Regions from separate parts of the Gasterosteus aculeatus genome. Here region 1 is linked to region 2. A link is a contact called in public Hi-C data. All regions are on one chromosome and are shown on one strand. The core of a region is the stretch at or near the end of the contact, and the rest is flanking DNA. Distances in the headings are between cores, read along the strand shown.

Region 1 (6,660 bases), core at 1,572-4,071, 53 kb after region 2:
GTCAGAAGTTTGTGCACTTATCAGCTCAGTTTGTTTTTTTTGCCACTGCTGGTTCATTCTTGGTTCTCACTCTGCCTGCGGAGCTGAAGATGTTTGTTCCACCAAAGGATGGAAATTTGAATCGTATGATGAGTGGTTAATGGCCCCCCAGTTACAACTGTACTCTACCACTGCCTGTCCTCGGTGAATGAGGCGTTCATAGGGCAGCAACTTATTATTACTGCTGTATTAGTCCTTTGATTTTCATGCAGTTTGAACCCTGGAATTCTTAAAGGGGGCGGCGGGGGGCTTGTCAAAATAGCGGGCCTGGTCTTGCCCCGGCTATTGGGGGTAAGGAGCCCTGGAGGTGTGTGGAGCCACCCGTTTGCAGGAAAACCCTACAGACACCTTTGACTGTGGATCAAAGAAACCATTATCTCATTATCTGTTGTATTTTTGTTTGGTTCGTCAATTGAGTCTTGTCTTCACCTCTGCGCTCCGAGTCTAAAGGCGGTGCCCTTGGATCTCCCCCTCACCCCCCACCCCCTCCCCGTTCATGAGCCACACAATTAACACAAGATGACGTTCAAAGCCAGGACATTCCTCCATTAACGACAAAGGCGACCGGTAAGCCCCGTGGTGAAACATGACGAGGGAGAGGAGAAGGCAAGAGAAAGCAGCAGAGTCAAGAGAGGTGAATGGGTTGATTCAGAGGGGAGGGGCAGGAGGGAGGGGGGCGGAGGGGAGGAGGGGGGGTGACCCACAGCACTGCTGTCTGTCTGGTCCTTGAAGGTCACGTCTGGCAGGTCAGCAGCAGAGCTGTTGACAGGAAAATTTGTTGCCTTGATTGGACTCTCTCACGTCTCTCTCTCTCTCTCTCGCTCTCTCCCTTCCCTTTTTGTTGTTGCCAGTCCCTCTCTGCCGCTCACATTCCCCCCATGTTTGCCTACCTAATTCTCTTTCCACCCTCCCGTCCTCCATCGGCGCGTCTGGCACGTCCCAGTTCTCATTGTGCAGCCTGAGCCGCTGGCCCTCTTTAAGATCTGCATTAGAATGTTGTTTTTATATAGCAGCAAGCAGAGGCATGTGGAGTCTCTTTTGAACTGCTCGGCAAACAGATGGAGGTTTTCACACTGCCTTTATGAGATTAAGTGAAACATTGGCATAAAAAAAAGAAAAGAAAAAGGAGAAAAAAAGACATCTTTCTATGTCCTTCCACCGTCTTACTTTTCTCCTCTTTGTGTCTTCATCTCTGCCTCTTTTACTTTCTTTTTTTTCTTCTTTTCTTTTGGCCCGCCTCAGGCTTTGGCAAGAGAGCGCTGCTGGTGAAAGTGATGTGGAAAGTAGACAGGTTTGTTTTACCAATAACTACTTCGCCAGGCAAGCACCAAGCGTCCGTCGGAGTCCGGGCAAGCCGGAAAACAGGTGTTTTTCGACATTGCAGGCAGAGGCAGCGACTTCTTGTTGCTCCTCTGCTGCATGAGCCTGTTTAACTCTCCAAAGCTTGTCACTCACGAGGATGCAATGGGACTATTTAGACTATTTCATTTGCACAGGGTAAGCAGCTAGCAGCTAACTCGGGACTAAAAGGTTTTTTTATATTGAGTCTTATTCAGAAAGTCTGTGAATGTGAGCTGTACTTTTCCACTAATCTTTTTTTTGGTGGTGTCTAAAACATTTTTCCCGGTTTATCCACAAAAATCAAACTACTCTAGTTCTCATTTTTTTCCCCATCATGACGTACATTGCACATTTGTGGTTATGAGTCAACAAAAACAACAACATATGGGTTACCATTACATTCGGTGCAGGAGGATTTGTCATCACCTCAATGACTGTTGAACGGTCCTTTAGCGCCATCAGTAGGTCACTCTTTTAATTTATCCTATCAAACCTGCTCAGTCTCTCAGAGCGGCTAGCGTGGTCACGGATTCGCTTTTACTGAAATGTAGTAGGAATTTAAACCCACGGTGAAGTGTCTCCTTTAACATCCACTGAACCTACTGAAATAACTTGATGTCAATTAAACAGTTGTGAAATACAACTACATTTAAGACGTGAATGAGTGCGGTGTCTTGGGTGCAGTGTGTAGGATTTTGCAGCATCTAGTGATGAGATTGCAGATTGCAGCCTACTGAAACAAATTAATAGTTGTTAATAGAGGCAGTGTTCGGATTATGTTTTCGACAATGCTGTAAAAACAAGGCGGCATGCTTCATGAAGCGGACACCCTCCGCATGTAGACATGAACGGCAAGAAAACAACCTTTAACAACACTGTTCCTTTAAGCACAATTTCAAGCCACTTGTACTTGATTGTCTTATACTTAGACTTCACTACAGTAAACAGGGCTTTATTCAAAACCCTTTTATCAAAATTTGATCTTTTATGTTGTTCATTCTGTACCCGTTGCAATCTGTCCATTCCGGGACAGGGATCCTCCTCTGCCGTTCTCGCTAAGCTTTCTTCCTTTTTTTCTCCCCCGTGTTTCGTTTCATTTTTGGGGGACGGGACCTTTTCCTGTGCCGATGTGAGGGCTTTGAGAGAGAGGATGTTGCATGTATATAGACTGTAAAGCACCCTGAGGCCATTTTATTTAACAACATACTTTATTTTATAATTCGTAATTCTTCTACCGCTGCAAGTAGAAGATTTCCAATGACAGAAATACAACAATGGGGGGGGGGGGGGGTTCATACTTTAATTGTGTCTAGGTTTACCTCATGAACAGACATCCAGCGTGTTTTTTTCAATTGTCACTGTGCTGGTTGTGTGTACGTGTGTGTGAGTGTTTGCAATGCAGAAAGACACGGCTTACTGCACGGCCTGTTCCAGGAATGAATTCCTGGAGGCTTACAAGAGCTGTTGAATGAGATGGAGGGCTCAGGGCAGGAATGATGGGAGGGGAGGAGAGGAGGGAGGCTGCTCCACGCTGTAGGAGGCTCTCACTTACAGGCCTGATTAAATAACAGGATGCTTTATGAAAACAAGAACATTATCTGCCTCTTAAAAGGCCGGGAAAGGCCCTCTAATTTGCTTCCCCCGAGTCTCTGTGTTGCCGCCTGTCGCTAAAGAGAAAAAAATCCTCTTCCATGCCCCGGCCACAGATCATGCAGGACACTTTCTCTCCCTCCTCTAGTTATACTCTCATCACTGCCATAGGAATGTATCAACATACCAATACCAAGCCTACAAAACGGGGTGTCTTTTTCCGCTCCAGTGAGGATTATTCTGGATCTCTCGATGGAGTGCAATACAAACAATAAAGAGATAGTGGCTCCTCTGTGGGACTCTCACAGTTTCATAAAAAAATAAAAATGAAATGTGTATATAAAAAGGGCCCTCTGGATGCTTGGACGTTAGGAGAAAGTGGAGAAAGGTGGGGTTTGGCGTGTTTGACGGCGTAAATCCAGAGATCCAACCCTCTTTACAACTCTTTTCCTGCCCCGTAACTTAGGTGGTTTACTTAATTATACTTATTACAGCCAGGAACTCCTGTGATTAAAGTATCTCGACAGCTACAGCTGTAATTCATTTCAGGAGTATTTCACGTGCTGACACAGCTTAGTTGTTTGAGGGGGTTGTTCAGTCAGTGCACGGGGTAAAGTGATGATGAAAATGTGACGACGATGTTGTTTTTGCGCTGGTGATGGCCGACCGAGTTCGTTTCTTCTACCATCTGACAGATCCACACTATCTGCCCCCCTCGGTTTTTAGTCCCTCGCTAAGCTAAGCTAACCATTCATTGGCACTAGCTTTATATTTAGGATGCAGATCTTTTTACACTTATCAATAAAGCAAACTCTCTGATTTCCTCAGCGGTCAGCACGGCTCCTTCAAAACCAAAGTACTTTTTCTCTCCTGCTGTGATTTATCTGTTATCTGGCTGTGTCACCTTCCCGGGCATTGGGCAGGCTGCGTTTAAGAACTTAAACGGGAGGTCAGGTGGTGGCGTGTGTACAATGGAGTCAACGCCTCCGGGCTCCATCGTTACCCACATCAGTCCCTTCTGTCTCGCCGTTCGTCTCTTGATGTTTCAGGGACACCTTTAGCAGGTGACAGTGTATCAGATGACTCCCTCCGTGTCCCCCTGCGCTTGCTTTGCCTTTCAGATGTGTTTCTCGTCGTAGCCGGGGTCTGCTAACAAGAGGGGGGAGGGGGGGGGGGGAGTGTAGAGGGGAGGAAGAAGGAGGGTGGGCTGAACTATAATACTATTTGTTCTAGAAGACCTCTCTAACTTCCACACAGGCAGATCGGGTTCATAACGTCTTCCAGTGTCTTTCTTACTCCTCTGCATGAGAAGAGTAGCCAAGCCCGGTGTGTAGACTTAGTGTTTAGTGTGTGTGTTCCATAATGAGTGGAAGTTGTAGGGAGGAGGAGGAGGAGGAGGAGGTGCGTGTGTGTGATTCAGACCCAACCCCCTCCGGCTCAACACTTTTCCTGAGATCTGCTCACCTGCCCTGACATGCCCCCCCACCCTAACCCCCGTCCTCTTCCTCCTCCTCCTCCTCCTCCTCCTCATACATTACTCCCCCCCCTTCGGCGGCCACACATCAAAGAACCCCTGTGAGTAATGGATACCCATCCGGGCTACACCCTTCCCTCCTCCAGACCAACTCTTATGCCGCTGAGCCAGTGGCACCCGGCAATCAAACACACACACACACACACACACACACACACACACAGAGCAGTTATTCACACACAATTAGATTTAAATATGCCAGTTCAAAACAGGGTAAACAGTATTTGAAGCAAAGCTGTGCGTTTACACAGGTAGGAATGCAGTCACCAGGAGAACGTTTTCTGTCTCTTTTCTGATATTGCTCATTGAGTTCCAGATTCATTGTCTAATAAATCTTTCAAGTAATTAAAGAAAGATAAATGGTAATGCAGAGGATGTGGTTATCTTTATGCTAGCAACGTGGCAATCGGACTTCGGTCCAAACATCTCAGTAATCATTGGATTAATTGACATTTAAGTTTAAACAGACATTCATGCCCTCACAGACTTTTGGTTGTTCAATAAGAGATGACTGTGATGTCTGGAGGACTCGCATCTTCTGACAGGTAAACAGAACAGTGGACGAATCTCCAAAAGGTCTGTTGGCTCCATGAAATCATTAAATCCTGATACCTCATGTTACCAACAGACTAGCGAAGGTGCTCGAATCCTGGAGACGTACAGGGTTGAGTAATACCTGTCTCACCTGCACCCCACCTCCTGTCCCCAACATCATCCCCCTGTTGGTGCCATCTGCTCCTCATTTAGCCGCACGGCGACGTCCCAGTGCGCGGGTAATGGTTCCAGTGTGCCGGGCCAGTCAGGAGAAATGACAGAGCAGAGAGCCGGCCTCAGACCTGCAGGCCGGAGCGCTGCAGTCTGTCATTAGACACTTTCATGCAGCAGCATCACAGCCTGCTCGCCTCACTCCTCTCCCGCCCTCCTCCTCTTTTTTTTCTGCCTCTCACTCTCACTCTTTATTCCCACACATATTATTCCCCGATATAATTTACCCGTGCAATGAATGATCTGGAAAGTCACGCTGAGAAAAAGACAAGTTAGATTGTGTTGAATGGAGTCTGGCGGCGTGCTTTGAAGAGGCAGGAAGGGTTTTTGGAGAGCGAGGGGGTTTATGGCCGTATCCTCCACACATTCCAGCCTCCCCGAGGAGCTTAGGTCAAGATCATAATGTCTTACTTACTGGCTGCACTAATAAAATGTCCGTCCAAGTCATTTAGTCATAGTAAATGAAATAAATAAGAATCAAATACATTACTTCTCAACTTCTTCTCAACCTTTCTTTATAGACATTCAATTGTATAGTTACTAGTACTACTGTCCTGCTCTGTACGTTTTGCACACATATATGAGATTCCTGAAACAAGCCAAATGATCTCACTCCAGTGGCAGATCTAGTCAGAATACATAACAAATATGTTAAATAATGGCTCATTGTGAATGAAAATGACTCGCTAAGCCAGATGTATTGTTGCCCTGCGCTCACCACTGCAGATGAGTGACTTCAAAGTTTGTCTTTACTTCCCCTTTAATGGAGAAATTTGAATAAAATCTCAATTGGACTTTGAATAGAGTTCTGTAATCATAGATGTTCAATAAAAACACAGCAGATGTTTCCCTGTGGCTGAGGCTGAATGTATCTGTGTTTGTGTAATATTCTCATGCTCGCCCCCTCTCTTTTCCCACCGTTATGTTGGAACATGGCTGCAGATGAAGGGGTATTCGCCTTTTGGGTTGATTTTCTCGGCGCCGCATTAAACCCTTTGGACAAACGCTGAGATGTTGACAGGCGATGTTGTCAGGTGACAGAAAAACCACGGCGAGACCCTTAAAACGAGGATACGCCTTGATGTCAGGCCTGGCTCCCCGACAGCACAACCCGCAACCCAAGTAGAGTCAACTACCCGAGGGAGCATCCAGACGATTAATGGGCCGGTCAAATCAAATGGGCCAATCAGATGAGTCCCTTGACCTTGGTTTTAGAGGATAAGGTGGGAGGATACTGACAGTAAGCAGTGGGACAAGAAGCCCTCAAAGGTCTGCATCCTTAGTAGTGCTCTTTTTACATAGGCTGTTAGTGTGTTGCTCAAACGGAAGCCACTGGGGCAGATTTGTGATAATGGGGCAGAGAAAACAAAAACTTGACATAAGTGGACAGG
Region 2 (6,493 bases), core at 2,507-5,006:
GCAGAGCAGGGACGTTAATTGGCGAGGAAGCGTCAACTGATAACTAACTAGCTAACTTAGCTTGAAATGTAAATTATGTTCAGGTCTCGCGTTGAGCATTTGTATTTTGTTATTTCTGCATTGACATAAGTAGCTCCAGAAGTCAATTTGTTTTAAAAACAGGAGACATTAGTTAATGTGGGTTCGTATGCTAATTCTCAACATTAATGTCATAAAAGTTCAATCAACGTTACGTCAATTAACGTTAACTTTATAAACAGCGGTCGTGTGACCTGCAGCTTGAAATGTATCGTTAGCCAATGCACCTTTATTCGAGGTGTTACGGTACGGGGGCTTATACGGTCCAAAAAGCACCGAGACGGACCCATATTTACGCAATCGTTTGTCCAATTTGAAATAACTAGTCAAAAACAACATTATTCTGGACATTGTACAGATGAAATAACATTATAACAACATATGAAGTTACACTACTGTACAGTTTTCAACTGAAAGTCAGCTCAAATAAAATAATGATATTATTTCGCAAAATCAGATTATTATAAGGTTTTATTCTATTCTTTTCACTGGATTCTTGTTCAAGATGAACAACATGTCCATGTCTATTTTAATGATATTTTGCAATACATATAAGACAGCTCAAATAAAATGATGGTATTCATAATTTGTGATATTCAATAATATATTTGCAGCAAATCCATGCGGTTATATTCTATGTTCACTGGGTTCTAACTTTACCCACTCTACAGACCAAAGCATTGATGCTGGGGACAGTTCCCTACCCGAGAGCATCAACCCTAATAACTTCCCTGCCAAACTGTGGCGTTTGGTGAATAACCCAGTAAATGAAGCCATCCGCTGGGACAGAAACGGCCTGGTCATCGTCATCGACCAGCGTCTCTTCGAGGAGCAGATCCTGTCACCTAGCAACAGCAGCAGTAGCAGCAGCAGTGCCCTGGACAACAAAGACACTTTCAAAACGACCAACTTCTCCAGCTTTGTCCGTCAGCTCAATCTGTACGGCTTCAAGAAAGCCGATGACAACATGAGAGACTGTTGCCACGCGGACCAGGTGCAGTTTCACTACTTTTACCACGCAAACTTCAAGCGGAACCACCCTGAACTTGTCGCGAGTCTGCGGAGGCTGACGGTCCTCAACAAGGCCAAGATACAAGCCGGTCTGGAGGTGAAAAACAGGGGCCCGAGCAGATACCTGCGATACAGTGATGAAGGCAGGGATAAAGATGTGAAAAGAGGCATGTGTCACCGCACAACTGTTAGTAGGGAAAAACCCAATGTAATGGTCATACGTTTCACCGTAGTGTTACACAATACGGGGATTTTTTGTTTCAATATGGCTGTCTGACAAGTATCATGCTTTTCTTCTTCCAGAATTTGCGGGTGACTATTCCCTGCTAAGCCACACCCATAAGGAGTCAACTCATCCTTACCCTCCAAACAGAGCTCAGGCCGCGCCGCCTTACTATGGAACCCCAGTCCCACCGCGGTTACCGATGAGGGGTCACGGTGCCGCTCCTTCGTCTAGCGACTTCACTGGAAACAAAGGGATTCCCGTATCTCTGAGCCCAAATTATACTGGAGCCGCCACTAGCTCCAACGCTATGCTCCTTCCGCAGGGTTTACTGGCCTGCTCAAACTGCTGGAATCCAAATTCCCCATACAATGTGCAATATCCGCCTGGCTACTATTGCCCACGTGAGCATGACCATAGCTGACCTGTACGGAGTATGGGTAGAACAGTAATAAGCCACATTGTTTACATCACTTCAATTAAATTGTCTCTCGGTATTTTTTTAAAGCTACATTTTAGTTGTAATATATTAAAATATACTTAAGTAGTATACTTAAATATAAGTAAATGTGTATAATTCTAATTCATCTTTTTTGTCCTTCTGAAAGTTTACGCGTGCTACCATCAAAACCTTGTGGCATCACAGATGGCAAGTAGTGGTCTTCAGAACAGTTCCTCCCCTACCCAATGTCACCACCAGGTAGGGAAAATGTACCAGATTCACCCTGTCATGTAACCAACGACTTACACCAGATCTTTGATTGGTCGAGGCAGACGGAGTTTTATCAACACTGTGTCTTGAAAATGACCTTTTCTTCTGCTGTTCCAGGCGAGATACCGTGGGAATACGTTAAAGAACGAGGAATACCAAGAGGTGAAAAAATGTGACATTAACTTGGACACCATTTTCCAGATTGCAGATGAGGTGATGCAAACTCAGCCCAATAGCAGCCTGATTAGAGTTGTTACACCGGACATGCGAGGCCCCCTGTCAGTGCCGCTCTCCGCCCACAACAACAACCCTGCCAACACCACAAAAGCAAACTATTTCTCTTCTGGAAACATCACTACGTCCAAGATAGACAGCGCTTATCTATTTGCACAGCGGGAGCTATCTGTGAACTCACAACCAGAGGAAATGCTGAAAGATGCCATATTAGAGGTAAGCCAAGACATTGTAGATGAGTGTCGTTCAACTGTTAATTTGCAAATACCTGTACATTATTTGCTGATGTTTCCTCTGTGCTCTGGCAAGGTTACCATCGATGATGTAAAGGACTGAGGTTCAGAGGTGATCAAGTTAACGACACTCAGTCAGCAAGCGCACAGGAACTGCACCTCATTTTTAAGTAAGATATGATTGAACATTTAGGGAGCATGATTAGAATAAAACCATTGGAAGGAAATATATTTAAAATGTAAATACAAGTTTATTCATAATTGGTTATACTTTTTGTTTTCATGTCAATTCTTGATTTATTTGGCAGCCAGTCTGCACGATGAGATCTTAAATTCTCAGTATTACTAGACCATATTCTCCATTTTTATTGTGCAACATTTTATTCCACATTTGTGGATTTTTTGATTGTTTTATTTGTGTGTTTCTTTATTGTTTTTGAATTTGGAAAATCGAATAAGTTTACATAACTCCCATTTCAGTTTGTTTGCCAAAGTAGTAGTAGGTTGATTTAATGGGGAAGAACATATTGAATGAATTGCTTTAAAATAAAAAAAAGATTAGATTTTTTAGTGTATGTTTGCTTTGTTTGTAATAGTAACCTGGTGATTGTAGAATTTCACACCTTTTGTTTGCTGTTTGTTGCTGCATCGGTTCAAAGGATGTATTTTTTTAAAGTGTAACTGACATGTTTTAAAGGCGAGTGTGTAAAAGTGTTAGAATTAAAGTTAAACATATTTCTCATTATTCAGCTGCATGGTGTGTTGTTTACGTGTATTTTCCTAATGTCTTGTTGATGCTGCACTTGTTGTACTGGGGTGCCTGCTTGTTCTGTGCATTGTAACCGCTAGAGGGAGCCGCCGGATCGGTTCTCATGTGCGGGGCTGCCCCGCCCTCCCCGCAATGTGGCCTTCAGGTGCTACTCGGGAGCTATTTTGATATTACCGTAACAATTTTTAGATACTCTTAACATCCATGTGTTGGAAACAAACCCTGGAACAGCTGCAGTATTAGAACACTTTATCATCAGACTAGAAATGTACATCCCATTGCGTGTAAACTCTTGACCCAACCGTACCGCTATTTCATCATAAATACCACATTCTAACCGTATGCACATGTAATAATATTAACATGGCCCTCGCTTTAGTTTTTAAGTAGCTAGGTGTCAAAGATGCAGCCTCTCCCAAACAGATCGTGTCATACACGTGCATCGCTTCAAGAAGAGCCCCAGTCTCCGACAGCACGTGAAGGCAGCAGCGATCAGGTAGAGGGTGTCGGTGGGATCCCAGGGGAGCGACGCGCAGTCCGGGAGGAAGACTTTTAGGACGGTGTCATAACCGCACACGGTGTCTCCTCGCTTTCTAAACTTTAAACGGGCTTCACCGGGAGTTTGGAGTGCTTGTATTTCGTACTTTTTGTAGTGTTTCTGAACGGGATTCGTTGATGGATTTTGACAAACAGTTCATTTTCCCCTCGGGTGTCCTCCGGAGGATCGTCACCCATTTGTCACGGTGCAGCGGAGGCAGTGAGCCGTGTGTTTGAGCGAGAGCGGCTTCTTCCCCGCGGCGAGTTGGATTAAATGAAGACTGCAGGAAAAAAGTCCACGTGTCTGTTAGAGAAGTCGCTTCGGTTTTCAGACCCAGTACAGCGACTAAGTCATAAGTGAAGCAAGACAGCGGGCCATTCGCTTTGGTTAATAATTAGAGAGAACGGCTGAATTTAACAACTTCTTCAACCATTTTTTTTAAGTGAGGTTGTAAAACAATACATATTTACATTGATATTACTCAACGTTTTGCTACGCGTCAACATGCCTCTTAACTTTCCAGCAGCAACCTGCAGCTCAGCCTTTGAAGTTCAAGTCGTCCCTCTCTGTTTTTCCGCGTGTGGATTCGTACAGAAAACATAGCGCCCGCGGGGGGGACGCGCTGTCCTCGGCTTCTCCTCTTCGTGTCTTTGTGTTTGGTCGCGAAGGTGTGCGATTCGTAAGGCAAAGTCAACTTGTGTGCACACTGTCACATTCGTACCAGCTCGCATACGGATAAATAAGGACCTGCCCTTCTTCTGGGAGAGAGAGAGAGAGAGAGAGCGCGCAAGAGAGCGTGCAGCAGCGGAACACGCTACGAACGAGGACATGTGTCCTGTTGTCTGGTGAGGACATGTGTCCTGTTGTCTGGTGAGGACCAGGCTGCTGGAAGCCGTGACACTGGATAAAAGTTATTTTAATAGTTAGCTCGAAAAGGGCAGTTTCTTTTTCTTTTTTGTTCCATGTGGCCGCTGACCGGAGTCTAAGGCACTCGCGCGACGTGCGGAGTTTGAGTATAAACTCTGGTGCTGAATGGACGTTGTGGGACATTCAGGCCCGAGCTATGATGACAGTCCTCCGGCTTTAAAAGTTTGGATTGTATCCGTTTAGCGCTTCGTTGTCGGCGCAGGAGGAAGAAGAAGAAGAAGAAGAAGAAGAAGAAGAAGGAGGAGTGGGACGTGTACACATAAGCGAGGACATAGATATTCTCCTCGGCCGTCTCTCCGCGGTGCTCGCCTGCTTTGAAGTCCACCATGTGCGGCCGGGCACCGCCTCTCCAGCCGAGGCCATGAGCGTCCCGCAGCGGCGCCTGGCCGGGCTCTGGCCGTGGCTGCTGATGGCGGCCCTGCAGGTGGTGCTGGGCCAGCCGGGCCCGGAGTCCGAGCGAGCGGTCATCAAGGTGGAGCTGCTGAACCACGAGTCGGCGGGCAAGACCATCACTCTGGAGGGGGTGTTCGTGGGAAGAAGCGCCGGCTACGCGCACGGGAAACTAATGCAGGTAAGGACGTTACGGGCGCATCGGCACGAGCCGCTTCACCTCCGAACATACAGCCGGGGGTCACGGGGGGGGGGGGGGGGGGGGGCACCTGTTGTGATAGTTGCACACCTGTGTCACATTTTCTACTGGCTCTGCCGCGAGGAAATCAAAGCTCAAAGCTGTCAGGAATGCAATGCCTTGCTCAAAGACACTTAAGCAATGTGGATGAGTGGGTGGATGCGGACCTTGTCACATTGCATCCTTTAGGTCACTCATAAACACCCGCAGAAGTATATTGCTCTGGTTGCCATTTTGTCCTAATGAAGTCTCACATTGATAATGTGGACTAATAATTTAGAGACAACTGAACGTGAATATGTACGGGAAGAAATATTATAAAACTTTGCCAATAGGAGAAAAATAATTAAAGCGTACGTCTTATCACAATGCTTTCGTGACCATTGGAACAACCGTGATGACACGCCGATTTTGTTGAGGTTAGTTTGTGGTTCCATCGATTTTTCTCACCAGGGGTTCGGTTGAGGTTGCCAACCTTTCTCGAGGGCCTTTTCAAGGACGACAGCTATTCCTGGCATCCAATCTTCTAACTCTCCATGTTTAATATTAAAGTGTGGTCGAAGACTATTAAACAACTCATGCAAATCCTGTATAGACTCATGCAAATTTACAATTGAAGCAAAAAAAAGCGTCAATTTATTTAGCTTCTCCTGAGATAGGATTTACTGCAGGATCTTGTCTCTTCTCACTCACTGTGCGTGGGAGGGTTTTGTGAATGGAGGCCCAGATTCATACAGCTTCTCCACAGAGAAAGCCCGGTTTCAAACACTGCGAACAGCCGCCGGTGTTTTTCCCCCTCCAGTTAAAGCTGACGTGTCCGTGGAGGATGTTGACACCATGTTATGGATGCTTATCACAGCGCAGGTGAGATCAAACGCTCATTTAAGCTCCCTTTTATTTTATTTTTGTCTTCCCCGTAAAACATTTTTTTACTATTCCATGTGCTGGAGAGGTAATACAACAAAAGTTATTAACCCCGGTGGATCTGGGCAGAGAGCTTCAGGAAGACACTGTGAAGGAAAGCACGTGGAGGACAGAGACTGTTGAAGTGATATCTGCCTGCAGTGTGAAGAAATGTGCACAGGTGCTGTTTGTAGTTGTTTCCTCCGAGTCGGGCAAGTTATTGTGGTTCCGTCCGAG

The links. A called contact is a pair of places that touch in the nucleus more often than the background predicts.
Region 1: a contact with region 2 is called in a Hi-C map of tail fin, with 4 times the contacts expected there. The contact joins the enhancer-like site here to the promoter of rnf43 in region 2. A contact is called at or near these places in 6 of 6 Hi-C or Micro-C datasets (blood and trunk muscle, liver, skeletal muscle and 2 more).

The regions. Positions count from the first base shown.
Region 1 is chr7:18,253,655-18,260,314 of fGasAcu3.hap1.1, forward strand. The region is part of intron 2 of rnf43 (ring finger protein 43); the gene reads left to right. Among protein-coding and RNA genes, the nearest start is that of hpda, 15 kb to the right of the region's middle. Within about 2 kb of position 2,822, at least 2 of the 9 cell types and tissues checked have open chromatin away from gene starts, as enhancers often do.
Region 2 is chr7:18,199,967-18,206,459 of fGasAcu3.hap1.1, forward strand. It overlaps rnf43 (ring finger protein 43), which reads left to right and starts at 3,757. Exons shown (of 9, transcript XM_078106176.1): 1 at 3,757-5,296. The coding sequence starts at 5,087. It overlaps hsf5 (heat shock transcription factor family member 5), which reads left to right. Exons shown (of 2, transcript XM_078106177.1): 2 at 750-1,569. The coding sequence ends at 1,366.